2 separate regions of the Ovis aries genome follow, and region 2 is linked to region 1. A link is a contact called in public Hi-C data. All regions are on one chromosome and are shown on one strand. The core of a region is the stretch at or near the end of the contact, and the rest is flanking DNA. Distances in the headings are between cores, read along the strand shown.

Evidence for each region. Hi-C and Micro-C count contacts between places; a contact is called where the count stands out from the background.
Region 2: a contact with region 1 is called in a Hi-C map of liver, with 3 times the contacts expected there. The contact joins the enhancer-like site here to the promoter of TGFA in region 1. A contact is called at or near these places in 3 of 16 Hi-C or Micro-C datasets (hypothalamus, liver and mixed tissues).

What each region holds. Positions count from the first base shown.
Region 1 is chr3:92,611,325-92,614,024 of ARS-UI_Ramb_v3.0, forward strand. It overlaps TGFA (transforming growth factor alpha), which reads right to left and starts at 1,397. Exons shown (of 6, transcript XM_060412327.1): 1 at 1,300-1,397. The coding sequence starts at 1,339.
Region 2 is chr3:92,702,415-92,705,114 of ARS-UI_Ramb_v3.0, forward strand. No RefSeq gene overlaps it. Among named protein-coding and RNA genes, the nearest start is that of TGFA, 91 kb to the left of the region's middle. Within about 2 kb of position 1,382, at least 2 of the 54 cell types and tissues checked have an H3K27ac peak or open chromatin away from gene starts, as enhancers often do. A contact at or near this core is called in liver, where this site is marked.

The DNA.
Region 1 (2,700 bases), core at 147-2,646:
GGTAATGTTTAACTGCTTTTAAAAAAAAATCTAAAATTAGAACTATCAATACAAAATATAAAAAGGCTTGCGAAAAGGGGGAAAAAAAAAAAAGCCACTCGGAGTCATGCCACCTGTTGGTGAGTTTCAGGTGAGGGTACACCTCGGAGCTGCTGTGGAATCCGGTTCCACGGCTGCCGCGTATTTCCCTTAGATGATGCCTCCACTTCTTAATCAGCGTTTCATTACGGGCGGGTCCGTGAACCCCCTGAAACTGTACACGGAACTGGGTGGGGCTGAGGCCCTGGGCATTTGGTGGAGGGATGGGGGGGGTGGTGGGAAGGGGAACGGTTCCATAGCTTTCCTCAAGCTCTAATAAATCATCTTGTAGCAAGCAACTTGCTTTACAGAGGAGACAGCGACTGAACAATTCACTTCACGGAAGCTAGGCAATGACCGGGACACCTGGGCTGTTAATCTGTTCTCTCAACACCAGAGAGACCCGGCGCCGCAAGGGGCAAGAGCCGGCCGGGCAGTGACCTTCACCTTTGAAAAACTCACCGGCTCCCCACACCCGGCCCAGGTTTGCCCGGCTTAACTTCCCCTCCCTTCCCCCATCCCTCGTTCTCTTCCAAGAACAAACTCAAAGGAAACTGGCAGCACTCCGTCTAGGGTTTCACTCCTGCCCTCGGCTGACACTTAAACCACTTCTCCCAGAGAAGTTAATCAAAAGAACAATTAATCCGCGCAAAAATCCAAAACCCACCCCAAAGCTCCAGAACTCGCAAAGTTAGAAGATCGAGGCGCCGCTGCTGCTGATGAACATCTGCGGGTCGCTGGGGCTCAGGGGTAGGCAGAGAGCACGAAAAGGAAGCAGCCAAGGTCTGGCCGGAGGGTCGACCCCGGCCACCCTCTCCAATTCTACGCGCTTCATACGCGGGTGAAGACTGGCTTGGAAGCAGCCAGGTAAGCAGGTAGGTGTTGGCAAGTGTACGAGCCGCGGCGGATTAAAGTTCAAGCGCGTTCACACACCGCTCCCCCTTCCCTGGCGGGCGTTCTCACGCACCGCCCGCCGGCCACTTTCCGGGGAACGGCTGAGCGCTCGACCGTCCCCCTCTTCGGAACAGGCTCCCCAAATCCCTAGTAGGCACAGGTGATTCCCCTTGCCTCCTAGCTTGCAAGCCTCGAAAAGCATTCGCCTCCTCTCCTCTCCTACGCGAGCGCAGAACACCCCGAGACAGAGAAACGGAGGAAACAAGGGGAAAGCAGGGTGTCCCGGAGGGCAGGTGGCGCCGGGCGCGCCACAGGCAGCGTACGTACCCAGCGCGAAGAGGGCGAGCTGTCCAGCCGAGGTGACCATTTTACGGGCGGCGGGCGGCAGGCGCTCCAGCCTCCTGCCCTACCTGCGGTGCCCGAGTGGCGAAGCGGCGCCGCGGTGCGGGGGAAAAAGGCGCCGGCGAGGCAGGGCCAGCCCCCGGCGCGGGCGGGCGGAGGGAGGACCGCGCGCCTCTGCTGGCACTCGCGCCGCCGCGCCGCCGGCCGGGCGGAAATGGGAAGGCGGTTACCGTCACCTCCGCCACTCGGCGACCGGGCGCGGCGGACCACCCTCCCGCCCCGGTGGGGGTGCCCCCCTGAGGGCACGGGGTGGGGTGGGGCTGGGGCGGGGACGCGGCGCGCACCGTGCGGGGCGCGGGCGGCGGGGTGGGGCGGCGCGGGAATCTCGGAGCCCGCCGAGCCAGCCGGGCATCCAGGCCGAGGGAAAGGCAGGAAGCGCCCGGTTTCAGACACCACCCTCAGACTAGCCGCTCAGATCCGAGCCCGAGCGGCCGGGCGCAGCGGCTGCTTCCAGGATCTCCGCGCAGGAGAGGAGCCGCCCCAGCGTCTGTCACTTGCGCCGACGGCCGCTGCCGAGGGCTCTCCCGGGCAAGGAACTGGGACGCGGCCCGGAAGGGGACCTGCGAGCTTCGCCTGCCCTTGCCAAGACGTGGCTCAGGGAAAGTGCGCCCCACGATCGAACAAATTCAACCAGATTCCCCACCTGCGCCCCCATCCGAGAGAACACTGGATTCTCCGGATGCCTCCCGCCTGGAGCACGGCCACCCCCAAGTTCTCAAGCCGACACGTTGTGAAGATCGGTAGACCTTCGTATACCTGGTCTGGTGCTGATGATGAAGATGGGTCACCTGGTATTCCATCACCACCGGTACCCTAGACCACCCCACCCCATCCTGCCACAGTCAGCGGAGACCAAGAACAAGGTCGCATGCAGCCACGTGTCTGAGAGAGGGCTGAGTGGGCTGGAGCTACCTGAATGGTTTTTTTCAAGGATTTGTGGCCTTTAGCTGGCCCCAGGTGCTGGAATTTGGAGAAGTTAGAGAGGCAGAGGGAAGACTTTCTGGGTAGAGAAAGGAAGAATCATAGGTTCCCTGGGGACCATGCATGGGCGACAGTGTGCTCCAGAGAGGCAGTGATCCGTGTATTCTCCAGATGCCCCCAGCTCAGGGATTAGTTCAGTTCAGTCACTCAGTCGTGTCTGACTCTGGGACCCCATGGACTGCAGCACGCCAGGCCTCCCTGTCCATCACCAACTCCCAGAGTTTACTCAAACTCATGTCCATTGAGTCGGTGATGCCATCCAACCACCTCATCCTCTATCTGTCCCCTTCTCCTCCTGCCCTCAGTCTTTCCCAGCATCAGGGTCTTTTCACATGAGTCAGCTCT
Region 2 (2,700 bases), core at 132-2,631, 91 kb after region 1:
GAAAGAAAGAAAGAATTAGATTGGCTGATGTTGATGGCCTTGTAGAAAAATATTCTGAGAAGCGTCTGGAAATTGTGGGGTGAGTTAGCAATTAAGTACCAAAAAAAAAAAAAAACCTAAGTAAATAAAAGGCCAAGGCAATTATTAACTATAGATAAAACAAAAACTAAGAAAGGAAACATAATCATAGTGCACTACAATGCTCAGCTGTAAACAATATTTGTCTAAGCATATTACATAAACAGTCACTATTGATCTAAGAACTGTAATCTAACTACATGGAGAGCAGAGGAAACAGGAAACAGAGGGATGAGCAGGGTGGTGTAAGAGAATTAGATCCTCATCTACCATAAAAGGAAGTCAGTAGATAGCACCTACAAATTGATAAAGTACAAGATAACAGCATATACCTGTTATTGAGAAACATGGAAAAGAGCAGTTGACATCTGTGGCCTCTGGGGAGGGGGACGTGGGGAAAACAGGGAACAGAAAGTCATATTTTCTTATAAATAGTTTAGTTCAAGTTGATGTTTGAAACTATGTGCACTGTTAAAACAAAAATTAATTTTAAAAAATGGATTAATTTCTCCTAGCACCTTTGCCTGCATATCTCGTGGCTGGCTGCCTCTGTATGCTGTGGTTCCTTTTTTTGACTTCTTTGACCCAAAGGTAAGGCTTAGAAAATAACTACAATCCCACCTCCGCTACCCTCCAAAACCACCTCTTATTTTTCTATAGGTGTATGTTTCTTAAAGTGAGCTGTTATCTCAAGGAAAAAACTGTCTGGGAGAATAAAAAAGTGGTCACAAGCAAGAAACGTATAACTATAATTTTAAGTATTTGCAGACAACACTGAAATGCAAGTGAACACTTTCCTAAACATCAGCCATGTTAACTTATGTAGCTGATTTCCTTTTTTTAAAAAGATATCCCTTGGTTTTATTTTAACTTAACCATGTGAATACTTCAGAAAAAATATACAACCGAAGCCAATCAAACTATACAGTCAAACTAAATATCCAGTAGATAAAACATGTAGTCAGAAGGTCAAAGATGAATAGCCACTCAGGGGCTGATGAACTCGGTTGCATAATTTTTAAAAATCTACTTGGAAGTAACGAAGTTTATTTCCTTTTTGACCTCTCAGGAAATCTTGAATTTCCCTCTCCCCTTTGCATTTCCTGTTCAGAAGTCTAACTGTGGCCTCCCAGCTCCTGGGGACCTGCTCTGGGGGCTTCAAGGGGTCCAGGCTCCTGGTTTTAGTCCATGTCCAGTCCTTTCTAATAGTCTCATCCTTCCTTTGAGAGACAAGGACATACCTCCCTGAGAGCAATGACCTGCTCACTACCCCATGCTTGGCACAGAATATGCTCAAAGATAATTAGCTGAACAAATGAACTGTCTTCCTAACCTCGGAACAACCCCTAAACACTATTGAGCTGGAGGGATCCTAGTTTATCTACTCCAACTACCCGATTTTGCAGAATCTCTGAGAGGAGCCAACATTTGTTAGGTCACTTGGTGAGTCAGATACTGAAGCAGGTGTGTGTATTAGCTTCTCAGGGCGGCTGTAACTAAGTTCCAAGAACCAGGTGATATTAAACAAGGAGCATCTATTCTCTCATATTTCCAGAGGCTAGAAGGACAATAATGAAAGTGTGGTCATGACCACATTCCCTCCAAAGGCTTTAGGGAGAATCCTTCCTTACCCCTTCCAGCTTCTGCTGGTAGCTCCAGCAGTTTCTCAGCTCGACTCCAATCTCTGCCTCTGCCTTCACATGGCTATCTTCTCTCTGTGTCTGGGGGTCTTCATGCCCTCATATGGCACTCTCCCCTTTTTATCTTCACATCTTCTTTTTAAAAGGACACCAATCCTATTTGATTAAAGGACCATCCAACTCCAATATGGAGTATAGCTTCATCTGCAATGAATCTATTTCCAAATATTCCAAGGTAGCCAGGGTTACAATTTGAACACACTTCTGCAGGGTATGTTCAATATATAATAGCATAGAAAACAGATATACTATCCCTGGCCTAGCAGACTTATCACTAGGTCATAAGGCTGCCCCTCTATCGAGACTGGACAGCCTAACTGCCCCATAAAGTCAGCTCATCCAGCTCGCTGATAGGAATATTTTAATTTCACCACTTACAGGTGAGTTTGCATTGTAAAAGAGTCTCTTAAAAATCAAAGATTCTTGGGAACACATGTAAGAATTAAAGATTTTAAAATTAAAAAAAATAAAAAAAATCAAAGATTCTTTTGACAGATAAATAAATGGCATCAGTAAAAACAGAGACAGAGCTTCAAATTCAGTGAAAGACCATAGAGGAGATATTTGAGAATGTGTCCTTCCTGGAATCCCCCATCACACTTCCTGAATTTCCACCCTCCACTCAAAGTTTAGAGGTGAAGGTGGGCCTTCAGGGGATAGAAACCCTCATCTGCATCCAACAGGATGGACATTCCTTCTGCTTCCCACGCCTCTGTATCCCCTGTGTCCAGGGTATGAGCTTCGGCTGAGAGGTTAGAGAAAGCAGATGGCAACAACAGTCCCAGAAGGCTGGACTTCATCCTGCGCTGGGGGGCTGCCTGCACCCAATGCCCACCCCCTCCAGTCACCACAATGACCCGACAAGGCCCACAGTGACACAGAGTGCAGGTTCATGGGTTTCCTTCTCGCTGTGGAAGAGCAA